3 separate regions of the Mus musculus genome follow, and all the other regions are linked to region 3. The links are chromatin contacts, called in public HiChIP or PLAC-seq maps. All regions are on one chromosome and are shown on one strand. The core of a region is the stretch at or near the end of the contact, and the rest is flanking DNA. Distances in the headings are between cores, read along the strand shown. Region 1 overlaps Kirrel3 (kirre like nephrin family adhesion molecule 3). Region 2 overlaps Kirrel3 (kirre like nephrin family adhesion molecule 3). Region 3 overlaps Kirrel3 (kirre like nephrin family adhesion molecule 3).

The links. HiChIP or PLAC-seq counts read pairs in DNA pulled down with a chosen protein or histone mark.
Region 1: an H3K27ac HiChIP or PLAC-seq map of oligodendrocyte precursor cells shows a contact between it and region 3, with 7 times the contacts expected there. The contact joins two enhancer-like sites. A contact is called at or near these places in 1 of 39 promoter capture datasets (hippocampal neurons), 2 of 15 datasets of contacts at CTCF or cohesin (both in the NIH/3T3 cell line), 4 of 484 Hi-C or Micro-C datasets (cardiomyocytes, cochlea, olfactory sensory neurons and 1 more), 12 of 115 datasets of contacts at active chromatin or transcription factors (VIP interneurons, embryonic basal ganglia, embryonic forebrain and 7 more) and 1 of 9 other capture datasets (embryonic stem cells).
Region 2: an H3K27ac HiChIP or PLAC-seq map of VIP interneurons shows a contact between it and region 3, with 3 times the contacts expected there. The contact joins two enhancer-like sites. A contact is called at or near these places in 4 of 39 promoter capture datasets (embryonic stem cells, hippocampal neurons and liver), 3 of 15 datasets of contacts at CTCF or cohesin (embryonic stem cells, pro-B cells and stem cell-derived epiblast-like cells), 30 of 484 Hi-C or Micro-C datasets (the AML12 cell line, the C2C12 cell line, the HL-1 cell line and 12 more) and 10 of 115 datasets of contacts at active chromatin or transcription factors (the NIH/3T3 cell line, VIP interneurons, astrocytes and 7 more).

The regions. Positions count from the first base shown.
Region 1 is chr9:34,985,057-34,987,785 of GRCm38.p6, reverse strand. The region is part of intron 4 of Kirrel3 (kirre like nephrin family adhesion molecule 3); the gene reads right to left. It overlaps Kirrel3os (a long non-coding RNA gene), which reads left to right. Exons shown (of 16, transcript XR_003948304.1): 4 at 1,891-1,976; 5 at 2,642-2,729. Among named protein-coding and RNA genes, the nearest start is that of Kirrel3os, 21 kb to the left of the region's middle. Within about 2 kb of position 1,410, at least 61 of the 459 cell types and tissues checked have an H3K27ac peak or open chromatin away from gene starts, as enhancers often do. A contact at or near this core is called in oligodendrocyte precursor cells, where this site is marked.
Region 2 is chr9:34,941,303-34,944,002 of GRCm38.p6, reverse strand. The region is part of intron 3 of Kirrel3 (kirre like nephrin family adhesion molecule 3); the gene reads right to left. The region is part of intron 9 of Kirrel3os (a long non-coding RNA gene); the gene reads left to right. Among named protein-coding and RNA genes, the nearest start is that of Kirrel3os, 65 kb to the left of the region's middle. Within about 2 kb of position 1,407, at least 21 of the 459 cell types and tissues checked have an H3K27ac peak or open chromatin away from gene starts, as enhancers often do. A contact at or near this core is called in VIP interneurons, where this site is marked.
Region 3 is chr9:34,505,905-34,508,633 of GRCm38.p6, reverse strand. The region is part of intron 1 of Kirrel3 (kirre like nephrin family adhesion molecule 3); the gene reads right to left. Among named protein-coding and RNA genes, the nearest start is that of Kirrel3, 19 kb to the right of the region's middle. Within about 2 kb of position 1,268, at least 12 of the 459 cell types and tissues checked have an H3K27ac peak or open chromatin away from gene starts, as enhancers often do. A contact at or near this core is called in VIP interneurons and oligodendrocyte precursor cells, where this site is marked.

The DNA.
Region 1 (2,729 bases), core at 161-2,660, 480 kb before region 3:
TGGAGTGGGTGAGGAGGGAGGATGTTTGGGGGGCCATCCGCTGAATAGAAATCAACACTCGTACTTGGCAGCTGTAGCTCAGATGGGAGATGTGTGTGTGTGTGTGTGTGTGTGTGTGTGTGTGTGTGTGTGTGTGTGTGTGTAGGGGGCTACTCATTACCTCTCCATTCAGATGGGGCCCATTGCTAGGACCATGTGGGGAGGGGAGGAAGTCTCAGAGAAGCCCAGGCCTGGAGATGCATTATTCATGCATCCCCTCACAGGATTGGTTATTATCCTGAACCACTATAGAGTTTGGTCTCCTAATTTTTAATCACAAGGAAGGTGGAAGCGTTAGCCTTTTTGTGATTAATCGGGAGATAAAAATAGTTGACTGTTTTGGTGTTGCTCCTGTTGTCAGTCAGGAACTAAATTTGCATTAACTGTTGGGGGACCGAGGCCTGGGGAAGACCCGGGGAAGACCCGAGTGGAGCCCAGGCAGTCTCTGGTTTTGAGCCTGCTTCACACAGGGCCAACCAGAGTGAACATACATACCTGACCCAACTGGCCCCTTGAACAGAGGGGAGCAGAAACTCCCATTCAGGTCCTCATCATAGAGGTGGTGCCTCTTTGTAGTTGACCTTTCTGTCACCCTGGGTTTGGGTAGCATCTAGGCTCGGTCTCTTCTTCTGAAGTGTCTTTCCTCTGGCACCTGCCCTACAGTGGGCAGTGTAAGGCATCTATCGCTCACCCTCTGTGGGTGGGGAGCCCCTGAAAACCCTCTCTGAGCTCTGCTACAAAGAACAAGGGCATCTCTTTGGAGGGATAGGATGGGGAGATATTACACAGTCCACTCTACATGGACACAAAGAAACTGAGGCCCAAGAGAAAAAGGCTAGCCCAAGGTTATCAGGGAGGAAGCAAAGAAGGAAAAGAGGATTTGGAAGGCACATCCAGGCAGGTAAAGCTTCTACTTGTTGATATATTAAGCTAGCCTCCCCTCTGACACCCACCCTCACCCCATTCAACAAGATTCTGTATCTAGAAGCACCATAGGACCTTATAGTTATCCCTGAGATGACCTTGAACTTGGAGCTGGAGCTTGTGGTCAAGGTTTCTTCCCTTGCAACATGAGTTGGATAGAAGGCTGCCTAGGGCTAGGGTTGGAGGACTGTTGTCCCATTCTGGGCTGCTGTCAGCTCACTGCTTTTGTGCTTGACAACTGTATAGAGTCAAGCTCATTTAAGTCATTGGTTTTGGTTTACCAGCTTGGTCAACCCCCTTCCCCACTCAGCCCTGCCCCCAGAGCAGCCCAGATTCATTGTCTTGGGGTAACAGTGAGGATGTTTCATCCCATTGGTCACCCAAGTGGTTTCCTGGTTGGGTTTCCAGGAATTCCTCAGATACCATGTCAACCCAGATGGCTGGCTCCACAGACAGCCATCTGGGCACAACTGCCTTGTGAGTCAGCAACAGCCACACAGAAGGCTTTGTGTGGCAGCAGGAAGGATGGGAAGCCAGCCAGGCCATCTTCTTGCTTTCAGCCAGCATGGGGGGAACTCACAGAAGTTAGGCTTTGACAGGGCTGATCTTTAACTGACCAGCAGTGAATTCTCCATCCTATAATGGAGACATTTATGCAAAACTTGAATTCGTCCTGTCCCTGTTCTACCTCAAATCCTCTGGGGCTCCCACACTGTACTTGAAACATGACTTGCACTTAGAGTTGCCCACAAACACTTTCACCCATGATCCCTAGTATCCATGAGACACCAGTCCACCCATCTTTCTTTGTCCCCAGGCCCTGGCCCATCAGCCCCTCTGCATAAGGGTCAATAAGGGTGCCATCGTCTCCCCAGAGGGGCTTGCTCTGGTCACCCTGTGTAACACCCCCATGGCTTTCTGTTGCAGTTCTCATTTTGTCTTCTTCATCGACGAACGGCAAAGAACAGGAAAGGTCTTATCTGCCATGGTCCTGGTGGCATTGCTGTGCCTAGGTCAGTACCCAACTCACAGGGACATCTATATACATTTGTTGAATAAGTAGTGAAAGATCCTCTTGGGAGGAAGCACAGACATTGTTTTATGAGGTCCATATTTTTATAGTTTCTCTCTCTCTCCCTCCTTCCCTCCCTGCCGTGTGTGTGTGTGTGTGTGTGTGTGTGTGTGTGTGTGTGTGTGCTCATTCAGGGTACATTTGGGGGAGTGGTGGGCAAAGTTCTTCCTTGGTCTGGATAGACAACTGTGGAGGAACCTCTAAGCTCTAGAGAGAAGGATGCTGGAGCTAAGGAGGCTTAATGTTCGAAGTGGTTCGTAGCCTGCCTCCTTGGAGCCTGAGGCTTCTTAGCAGAGAAGAGGCAGCAACCCCAATTTGCCTGATTCACAGGCTGGAGAGAGGCTGCAGGCTAAGCTCAGAGATGTTTGACTGTTGACAGTCTATACGTCCTCTTTCAGGGGTCCACCCAGCTCCTGCCCTGGCAGCTCTGGGGAAGGATTGGGGAGCAGCCTGGGCTGTACCATGAGTCCCAGTGTTGACTAGAGCTGGAGAAGGGCAGCTGGAGTCAACCATCAAAAGAGCTTCAGAATTTTCTTTGTGTTCTCTCAGTGACAGCCCTATATAATGGTTAGCCAATGTTTCTTTTTGCCCTCTCCCATCCCACAGCCCTTGATCCTTCTGTTCTCCCCATGCCTACTTGGTGTCCTGAACTTTGGATCCTTTGGCTGCCATACAACTCCTCTCTTTGGGCTGA
Region 2 (2,700 bases), core at 158-2,657, 440 kb before region 3:
CCCAGTCTTTTGTTTCTTTCCTTTTTTTAAAAAAAAATCCCCTTCCTTCCTTCCTTCCTTTCTTCCTTCCTTCCTTCCTTCCTTCCTTCCTTCCTTCCTTCCTTCCTTCCTTCCTTCCTCCCTCCCTCCCTCCCTCCCTCCCTCCCTCCCTCTCTCTCTCTCTCTCTCCCTCTCCCTCCCCCTCTCCCTCTCCCTCCCCCCTCTTTCTTTTTTAACTTGTGTGTGTGTGTGTGTGTGTGTGTCTGTGTGTGTGTGTGTGTGTGTGTTTGCACTGGTGGTTCTAAGGCCTAAGGAAAATGTGGGAAGTCAGTGTTAGAGACAAAGCATAGGACATGCTGAGCAGGCAGGCATGGCTATGGGTATTGGCTCTAGGAAAATGCTATCCATATTCAGTGGTGTTTGCAATGCAGAGTGGGGATGAGGACAGGGAGGACAGGGTGTAAGGAGAGAGAGACAGAGAGGAGGGAGGGAGGGAGAGAGAGTCCAAGATTCACAAAGAAAAGAGAAAGCAAGAGAAAAACAGAAGGAAAAGGGACTAGGGATTTGTTTACTTGGAAGGGGTCAAGAGTGACTTCAGGAGAGGAGCTTTGTTCCAGGAATCTAAGAGTACAGGACATCTTGGAAAGCTGGGCACAAGGCACCATACCTGCCCATTTCTGGGCATTCCTGACTCCCACCCCCAGGCCCCAGGGCCTGATTAAGCACTTAGGAGGCACTCAGGACACTTAGGAATTTGGGGCCTCAGTGCATATACACTGGTGATGAATAATAGATAAGTAAAAGTTTGAAGGCGATGAATCATTCAGCAGCTGCTGCGGCCAGGAGGCTGAATGCAAACACTGACCGCAGCCCTGGCCATAGGCGGCCCCTTGCTCTCTCTGCGGTCTTGGGCTCTAAGCCTCTTCATTTGTCCTATCAGGATGTTATCCATCTACGCCCTCACCTGAGTTCTGCTCTCCCCATAGCCTTTGCGCTATGGGATTATGCATGGGCTCCTTCTTTTGGCTCTGTCCTGGTTGCTTTCTCTCTTCAGAGCCCATTCTGGATAAGCTAAGGGTGGATGAGAGACAGGACAGGGTGGCTGACTGTACCAGGACGCATCAGTGCCTGTCCTTGGTCACTGATGTGGGGATCCATGGTCTTTCAAAAGGCTTGGCAGCATGATCTGTGAGCTCTTCTACACCTGAGACCATACTGTTCTCATCATGACACTAAAGGACCTTGCTCACCACAGCTAAGCTGGGCCAACCAAAAATGATGCCAAGGATCAGATGCATCCAAGGAGGACACTGCCTACCCATCTCCCACTTACTTGCCTGCCTTCTGATGGGCAAAGGGACAAGCCCAAGCAAGCGAAGCAGGGTTGCCAACTGCTGCTGGCCTCTGTGCAGCTGTCCACCCTGCCCTCCAGCCCAGCTCCCATCCTGCTGTTCTGCAATTAGGTCTGTCCCCTGCAGGCATCTTGGATGGAACTGTGGAGTTTTTTGTTGTTGTTGTCTTACAAGCTATCAGCAGCAGGATTTCACTCTCATGAGCTGTGGAAAACATCAGTGATGGGTTTGTTTGTATTTGCCTAATTAGGCAGGGAGCTTCGATGCTATCTCCAGGACTGGCAGCTTCTGTGGAAAACACACACAGGAGCGCAGCTTCGGAGGAATCTGTAGCTCTGTCTATGGTACCCTTGCTTTGTAGTCTCAAAGGAGGCAAAGATTCAGGGCATCTAGGTACTAGTCACGGTGTGTAGGTCCAAACTCCCGCTTATCTCTTCCATGTTCTGGAAGCTTTAGCTCTGTTGGATCTCAGCTTCCTTATCAGCAAAGTGGGGGTCTCACAGGTGAAGATTTCAACAGGATAATCTATGTAAGCTGGCTTTGAACTTATGTCAGTTTTGCACTGACCTTCCCAAGTGCTAAAATTACAGGTATTGGCTACCATGTCACCCTATCCTATACATGCTAATTTAAATACAAATGATGTCAGAGTGAAGGAGATGGCTCACTGTAAGTGTGAGGATTCATGTTCTGATCCTTAGCACCCAAAAAGTTGGGTGTGGTGGTGCTGGGGCCAAGGAACAGAGATCAGTAGATCCCTGGGGCTTATTATCAGTCAGTCAGTCAGTCAGTCAGTCAGTCAGTCAGTCAGTCTGCCAGCCAGTCAGTCTGGCCAACTGGTAAGCTCCAGGTTCAGTGAGAGAACATGTCTCAAAAATTAGGTAAAGACTGAAGAAGACAGCCAACATTGACCTCTAGCCTGTTCTATAAAGGTGGTTTGAATGAAAATCCCTCCCTAGGCTCAGTAGACAGTAGCACTATTAGGGGGTATGGCCTTGCTAGAGTAGATATGGTTTTACTGGAGGAAGTGTGTCACTGTGGACAGGCTTTGAGGTTTCAAATGCTCAAGCCAGGCTCAGTGTCACTCTCTTCACGCTGCCTGAAGATCCAGATGTAGAACTCTCAGCTCTTTGCCAGCATCATGTCTACCTTCATGCTGTCATGCTTCCCACCATGATGATAATGGACTAAACCTCTGAAACTGTAAGCCAGCCCCAGTTAAAAGCTTTACTTTGTAAGAGTTGCTATGACTATGGTGTCTCTTAACATCAATAAAAGCCACATGCATACATACACATAACACACACACACACACACACACACACACACACACACACACATACACACACACAGTGAAAAAAGTACAAAT
Region 3 (2,729 bases), core at 19-2,518:
TAAGGATCGCCAAGAAGTTATAATTTTTAGAAATGAATGTAGTATATTTAGCTCTCTATAGGCTAACATTAATACTATTTAAATAACTACCTGGTTGTAGTGGTTTGAATAAAATGGCCCCTCATAGACCCATAGAGAGTATGGCACATTAGGAGTTGTGGCTTTGTTGGAGTAGGTGTGCCCTTGTTGGAGGAAGTGGGTCATTGTTGGGACAGGCTTTAAAGTCTTATATGCTCAAGCTATGCCCAGTGTGGTTCACAGTCTCCTTTTCCTGCCTGCAGATCAAGATGTGGAATTCTCAGCTCCTTCTCCAGCACCATGTCTGCCTGCATGGCCATCATGTTTTTCACCATAATGATAATGGACTAAACCACTGAAACTCTAAACCAGCTCCCAATTAAATGTTTTCCTTTATAAGAGTTACTTGTGAACATGGTATCTCTTCATAGCAATAGAAACCTTAATTAAGAAAATGCTACTATAAACAATGTCTTCACACACACACACACACACACACACACACACACATCTATCTATCTATCTATCTATCTATCTATCTATCTATCTATCTATCTATCTATCTATCTACCTACCTACCTACCTACCTACCTATCTATGGCCTAAAATTTTTGATGCAGACTTTAATGTTTAAAGCTTCATATCACAGACCCACATCTTGGAATGACCTATTACCCTTTTTTTTTTTTAAACTTAAAAAGAAAATAACCAGTTGAATTATAATGGTCGCTTTAGTTTTACAAGACATTCTCTCTTTTTATTCTTAAAGTTCAGCCCTTGGCTAAAGCAGGCCCTTGAATAGTGCTAACATGCTGCTGTGAAAGAGCACACACATAGGCTGACTTCTTAGCAGAGTTCTGTAGCCTTCAGACCCACATTGGGCATGCAGTCTAATGGCTGTTTTTAGTTGGAAGATAACAAAAAAGAATCATGTGTGTTCTAGATGTAAGAAGAAGAGGCCTAGCACCTTTAGGGGCACTGAAGAAAGGTTCTCTGAAAAGAACCTGTTCCCTACCACCTGACTCCCTGAGGGAAGATCAGTTAAGCATGTCTGGAAAATAGCTTGCCTTTTACAGTGCTATTTAACCTGTGTCTGAATGTCTAAGGCCTCAAGGCTCACAAGCTCAATGGCCCCTTCAGTGTAGAAAGAGTCCAGGCCCGGAGCACTGGGGCACCCTTCAGCTCTACCCCAGGGGCAGTCTATCCTCAGGGTGTTTCCCAGCCTGTGCCTGCAGGCTTCTGTTGGCATGCTGGAGGACAGATCTGAGCTTCTGCCTGGCACATTCCCTTGTTGGGGACTCTGCCAGGGATGGCAGCCTTTAAACGCCTCATTAATATTCAAATCTATTCAAGTCATTTCAATTTGAATTCTATGCATATTATCAGATAGAACAAAATGCAAATATATACAAATTCATCCATATGAAGAAATAAATAGGAGAAGCTGTGCATAATGGGATTATAATCATTTTCAGAGTTTGTCCCTCTCCTTTAATTCCCCAAGCCCCAAGGCCTGGAGTTGTTCTTGATGCTCCCACCTGGGACAGTTTAGTGGCAAAATAATCCTTCTTGGACACAGGTCCTTTGAGGGCTGAACCCTTTATAAACCCATTTCAAGACATTACCATGAGATACCGATTGTTTCCCTCTCTGGCTCTTTGAGTGGAGTTGGAAGGTTGACTGTGGTATATTCAGACTCTGGGAGGTCTAGGATCTGGCTTAGGCAGAGCTGACCCCTCTGGCCATTGACAGGCCAAGGTCTCAGAGAAGGTGCTTCATGGTCTCAAACTTCCCCAGGAATCTTTTTGCACCTGTGGGTCACCTGAACAGGGAGAGCTAAAGTCTCACCCTCCTAAAACACTCTCTAATAAGAACCAGACTTCTTGACCACTTTAAAGGACATTGACTGAATTCAAAGAGCAAAATGGTCCTGTGATATGCCTGATATTCTACCCTGCTCCATCAAGTGTAAAGACAGACCAACAAATGGGTCCTCCAGTTCTCAGCCTTCCTGTCTGTCCAAGTTCCCCACCTTCTTTCACCAGATACTCATTCAAAAGCCAGACACTCAAGCACAAGCCTGGGGAGAAAAAGCTAAGTACAGGCGGCAAACCTCTTCCTAACTGCAGCAGACCAAACGCAGAAAACCACAGCAAGCATTTCTCCTTTCTCTCTCACTGTTGTTGCTACTGGATCTCTATTTCGTTTCAATTACTCCAAAGACAGGAGGAGGCCCCGGGTATATGGTGTTTTAAAGGGGGAGTTCTCTTGCTCTATGCTAATGAAGGCAAAGTCAATTGCTATTAAGAACCATTTAGTGCGATTTAACTACAGAATCTAATAGATGCTCCCCTAATCTCTCCCCTACGGAACTCAACGATAGCAGTGGCTCCATTGAATAATGCAGGCGTAATTTATGTCAATCCATAGTATAATAACCATTTCGTATTCAACAACCTTTATTTAATAATCCACAACTACTTTATTTATAGATATAAATGGCAGAGCAGGGGTGTCATTCTCTCTCTAACTTACAGAGAGGGAGACTGAGGCAGAGTTCCCACATGGGCAGGATGTTTATCCAGAGTGGGAAAGCCCATCCAAGTTTATTTCTTTAGTGTTGGTAGTAGACCAAAGAATGGACCCCAAAGATTCCCATGTCTAGCCCCCTGGATGGGTTATCTTATGTGACAAAATAGATTTTGGTGAAC